2 separate regions of the Mus musculus genome follow, and region 1 is linked to region 2. Evidence: chromatin contacts called from public Hi-C data. All regions are on one chromosome and are shown on one strand. The core of a region is the stretch at or near the end of the contact, and the rest is flanking DNA. Distances in the headings are between cores, read along the strand shown.

Region 1 (2,725 bases), core at 149-2,648, 150 kb after region 2:
GCATCCTCCACAATGGCTCTTGCCCTTCATGTCAACTCATTCCTGTACAGGAAGTGGACTCTGTGCTAGGATCCTGTTCCACTGCCAAAATCCTAGGCTGCTGTAGATCAGAGGCAAGGTTCTTCCCAGCTCAGCAATCAGCTCCTGTGCATGGAAACATGGAAACCAAGGTCACTACTCAATAGCAGCAGGTCCTATGGGGGAGGCATAGGGGGTGGATGTGAGGTCACTGTAGATCCTGTGTGGTGAGAACCATGAGATGGGAGAAAACAGGAACCTTCTTCCTCTAATTGCTGGTCTGCCTCCCAAGTCTGTGATGGTGAGAGAATTTTATTCGGAGCACTTTTCCACGCTGCTTTTCTGGTGACAATGTGACATCCAGATCTGTGAGCTCAGAAGAGGTCAGCACCAGGTTAACACACAAACTTCAGGTGGGGTAGACATGATGGGGCGTTTGTTCTGACTTACCTTGGACTCACCCCTAGCTCATCCTAGGCCTGACTAGTCACAGGCCAAGTCTAGTCAGCATGTCCCAGGTAAGTGTAGTTTGGTTTGCAGAAGAGGATGGCTTCCCCTACAGAGCCAGAATGCCTCACCCAGGAAAGACTAGAGGCAGGCTTGGTGTACAAAAGGCTGGTTTGGTTTGTTGGTTAGACAGGGTGTCATGGTGTTGATACTTTATCCATGTCTGGGTATCTGCTCTTTGCAGGTTAGAAGTGGAAACACCAAGAGCCAATTTTTTTATACACAAGACAGCTAGACTTCCAGTCTGATAATGTGTGCGAGGTTAGCTCTGGAGAGGGTCTAGTACAGTTTTTTCAGGACAGTCCTCACTCACCAAAAGCACATAGAGAGACAGGTTTAGCACCAAGTGGCTGGTCTTGGGAGTAGATGAGCTTGTGTATAAGACACATCTCCAAGGTTGGCAAGGACAGGGCTGGCTGGTTTGGAGGAGCAGTTTTAGAACAGATGGAAAATAAAGCCACAGAGCCAAGGTCTGTGGATTAAGAGAGTAAATCCCAGCATCTTTCTTCTACCCACTCTCCTTCAGACATAGATCATTTAAATTTTACTTATTGGATAATTGGCAATGCATATGGTAAAAACACATTATATATGTGAGTGAAATTGCCAACAAGTAAACAAATAAAAGAATTTCCATAGTGAGGACTGTCACATGCTACAGCTATTTTTATTTCAATTTGCAACAATATATACTGTTTTGTTAGAAACGGTGTGTTAAAATTTTACAGCAGTAGAAAATTGTTGGTGGTGTTATGAGTATCATTTCTATGATCCATGCTGCCAAGACAAAGAGATGCCAAGTGGTGGGACTATTGCCCATGCTCCTGGCCTGAGTCATGGTCAGAAGCATTCAGGCCCACTCCTGTCTCCAGAGCCTTCCGCAGAACAGCAGCTGCATGCCTGCAGAGCTATCTGCTTCTCTGTTAGCAAAGTCCCCCTCCAGGTGTGACTCACCACTTCCCATCAGTCACCTCTCTCTTCTGCCCCTGACCTACGTGTCTTCCTAAGTCCTGATGCCTACCACAGCTTCTCTTTCTCTCTCATGACAGAAAACAAAGATGAGATAAGACCCTGTGCCCCTTTCTTTCTCGATCCACATCTCTCTGACCACAACCATGAAGAACAACCAAATTAACAATGAATCATGCTTTTCAGGATTGAGATTAAAGAAACATTTAAAATTCTATCTTACCTAGTTAAGGGAATAGACAATTTTACATATTCTTTTTATGGAAACATAAATCATGGTATTTTTTAACATTTATTTTATTGTTATTTTTGAGAATTGTATACATGAAATACATTTATAACATTTCCACTCACTCTCCCCTCTCCAACTCTTCTCCTATCCCCTCCTACTCCCTCTCAACTTTCTGACCTGTTCTTTGATTATTATTGTTACAGATAGACAGATAAATAGATGATAGATCCTGCTGAATTCATTTAGTACATATTTATTTAGAGATGACAAATTGGGATTGAATAATGTATCAGGTAGCTTGTCCTTGAGAAATCTGATTCTTTCTCTTTTAGTAGCCATTATTTGCTTGTAGCTCTTCTTCTAGTGGTGAGGCCTTGTGAGAGTTCCCACATTCGTGTTGGTACATCAACTGGCATTTTCATTGTACAGGTCTTCTTTAGGTGACCGTGTTGTTAACATTTTATAAATGTAGCTTAAGACACTACCTCACAGCAGATGTCCTGGTCCTCTGTCTCTTACAATCCTCCACCATGTCCTCTGAGGCTTGGGTGTAGAGGTTGTGTTGTAAATGTATAATAACATTTGGGGGTTAAGATCTCCACAGTTACTTATTCTTTACATTTTGACATGTTGTGGATTTCTGTGATTGTCTCTATCTGTTGTAAAAAAAAGAAACATCTTTGATAAGAGGTTAGAAACACAGTTACCTGTGGAGGTAAGGATAGATATTTAGAATGAAGCCGGGGATTATATTGGTTTAAGATTATGGCAGTGGTAGGGTCTCCTCTGTGGTCCTGACTTCACTGGCCATGCTTAGATGGCTAGGTTTACTGCACCAGGCATCAATTCCCTCAGAGTCGGCCTTAAATCCAATAGGTAGCTGTTGGTGACCCCTAAGATACAAATGCCACTACTGTACCCTTGAGAATATCATGCTTTGCTGTTGTGGTTTGGAGTCTTTCCGGTGGGTAGGTTTGCATTACTTTTTTCCCTTGGCAA
Region 2 (2,719 bases), core at 161-2,660:
TTTACAGCACTCAGTCTCTGCAGTGTACTCTACTGCCTAAGCACAGAAAGGGAGAGGTTTGCTCAGTGCTCGGTACTGTAGAGGAGTCGTGAAACTGTGGTGCTGGCTCTGGGTGACAGTGTGACTACCAATGGGGCACAGGGCTGATCGTAGGCTCAGCGACAGCTTCCAACCATCTCAGACTTAGGCAGGATGGGACAGGCACGGAGCCTGTGGCTATCCTGTAGGGTGAGCTCACATCTCATCTAGGCTCCATAATGGAGGACCTTGAATTAAGGCACAGCTTTCCTTCAGTGGGGGAGTTAGAGCTCTGGTTATTTTTAAGCTGGTGAGAGACCCAGTTCAGAGCACAATACCCATGGCTGTCAAAATGTAGCCCTGTAGGGCTGTGCCCGGGAAAGTGTTGAGGAAAAGCTGGGATGGTTTTAGGTGGGGGAACAGAACACCAGACAAGTGCAAACGGGCACTAAGACCTGGTTTTCCACAAATATCTCCATTAGTATCCCCAATACGGACTCCAAGGAAGCCGTTCTCAGGGGAAGGAGACTGAGTGCAAAGGTGCTGCCTAGAGGTCACCTCTCACCTATCTCATCCTCAGCACAAGCGTCACTCTGGACAAAGCCTGCAGATCTGAGAGACAGAGAAGGCCAGGCATGGCATTCTCTGACAAATTCTCCCCCTGATTTACCCCAATATGGCAGAGACCCTTGCATATCACCTACTACCCACATGGAGAAACAGTTCCTGATGCTAAGAGATGGTGGAAGGAGAGGACAGTACCCACCACACAGCCCAGCCTTTTCCCACCTGCTCATGCTGCCCCTGGCAAGCTACTTGGCCACTGAAAGCCTCACTTTCTTTTTCTGTGAGCTGGAGACAATAATAATTCTCTGGATGGGATTCATAAATTTCAGGGCTCAGTGCTTAGCAGGATTTTAATCTAAATGTGTTGGGGTAGAGATAATATAGATCAGTACTAGAGAACTCATGCAGCATTTGAGAGCCCCAGGTTCAATTCTTAGAACAGCAAGCAAACTAACCCACCAAACAACCCACCTACCCACTCACCCACCCCTACTTATCCCTCCCCTGCCCTGTGGCTTTTCAGAGAGGTACCACAGACTTGGGAAAGGACTTACTGACTGTATCTAGAGAGCGGTCAGAAACAGTAGCTGAAATACGGCGGGGTTATGGGTACCAGGGCTCAGCAAGGCTTATTTCCCCCTGCAGAAGGGTTAGGCAGTCCCTGGAAAATGCCCGAAGGAAGGATCCTGTCCTGCAGGAAGAGCACCCTCAAGGATAGCATCCCTCAATGGCTGCAAAGTCAAGCCAAATGCTGGAAATGCCATTCTGACTCAGACTGCATTTTTTTCTGTTTAGCAGTGGCTGACACATCAGTGGACTATGTTGTCCAGTGGTTGTTGCCAGCCTGGTTTTATTCAGATATGTGGACAGCATGCCATGTTTTAGTGCTGTCCCAGTCTTACTGCAGACATTGATACTTTAATTTATGCACAACTGACTTTTGCAGAGTCTTCCTGGAACAGGGAATTTCTCACACCCGAAGGGGCTGGGATTCAAAGGCAGGCTTCCAGCCCCAACAATTTCCTTCTGCTTCCCTTGAGGTCTGACTTACTTTGAGTTTTCTCAGAAGCAAGCTCTGAGATAGGACAGGGTTCAAGTGCAAGCGTTTAGCCTGATAGTGAAACACCTTGGGTAGCTGCTGACTGGTAAGTCAGTTGCTAATGTGAGAAACTGAGGCTTAACCCCTAAGGGGAGTTTTGGGTTTTCCCACCAATGGTGAGGGATGTGGGTACCTAACACTCATCTCCATCATTCTCTAGCTGATTTCTTCACTAATTAAATTTCCCCACTTATATGGACTGCATTTTGGATGGGCTGCAAAAAGGAGTAAGTTACGGAAGCCTGTGGGTAAGAGATGCAGGCAGGCACTTAGGAGTGGGCCTGTGCAAACCGGAGATCTGAGGGAAACAGGTGGGCCCCACAGCCTCTGCCACAATCAGTTCTTACTCTCTTTCTAACCACGGTGTGCAGATATACTGCTTAGGATACTCAGGCTTCTTTGTTGCAGTCTGCCAGAGACAGCTGGTGGATCCACCAGCTGCTTTACCTGCTCATCCCCCATCAGTGCATCAGCTTTGTTACCGGTGCTGCGGAAGCTTGGCCCTCAGTGCATATTGAGGTGGGACAATGTGTAATGGATGGGGCCTTGTGGAAGGTAGGTGGTGGTGGTGGTGGTGGCGGGGGCAGCTCCATTCTCATGGAAGGGTTAATGCTGTCTGGTGGGAGTGGGCCAGGTCTTATAAGACTGGGATAATTCTCATGACACTGGGATATAAAGCAAGACCACCACATATATCTATTTCTCTTATACTCTGCCATTTCCCCTTCCATTCTCTTCCATTCTGTGTTGTTCCCATAAGCCCTTCCTAGATACTGATGATGATGTTGTCTGGGCTTCCCAGCTATCAGAACTGAGAGACAAATAAACCTCTTTTCTTTATAAGGTTGTTAATCTCAACTATTTTGTTATAGCAACACAGTACAGACTAAGGCTATGAAAGTCTCAATGGGTATACAGGAGTCTTGGGGCTGAGGCTATACCACTCTCAGTACTCGGGCACACTCCTCCTTGGTTCTAGTGGGCTCACTCCCCCATCCTGAACATCATTCTCTGATTTCTTATGGGTACAAAGCC

What was found. A called contact is a pair of places that touch in the nucleus more often than the background predicts.
Region 1: a contact with region 2 is called in a Hi-C map of muscle stem cells, with 1.7 times the contacts expected there. The contact joins two enhancer-like sites. A contact is called at or near these places in 1 of 15 datasets of contacts at CTCF or cohesin (the NIH/3T3 cell line), 1 of 484 Hi-C or Micro-C datasets (muscle stem cells) and 1 of 115 datasets of contacts at active chromatin or transcription factors (the NIH/3T3 cell line).

The regions. Positions count from the first base shown.
Region 1 is chr2:131,695,118-131,697,842 of GRCm38.p6, forward strand. No RefSeq gene overlaps it. Among named protein-coding and RNA genes, the nearest start is that of Gm30986, 44 kb to the right of the region's middle. Within about 2 kb of position 1,399, at least 26 of the 459 cell types and tissues checked have an H3K27ac peak or open chromatin away from gene starts, as enhancers often do. A contact at or near this core is called in the NIH/3T3 cell line and muscle stem cells, where this site is marked.
Region 2 is chr2:131,547,146-131,549,864 of GRCm38.p6, forward strand. The region is part of intron 1 of Adra1d (adrenergic receptor, alpha 1d); the gene reads right to left. All of the region lies in intron 1 of Gm39938 (a long non-coding RNA gene), which reads left to right. Among named protein-coding and RNA genes, the nearest start is that of Gm39938, 10 kb to the left of the region's middle. Within about 2 kb of position 1,411, at least 49 of the 459 cell types and tissues checked have an H3K27ac peak or open chromatin away from gene starts, as enhancers often do. A contact at or near this core is called in the NIH/3T3 cell line and muscle stem cells, where this site is marked.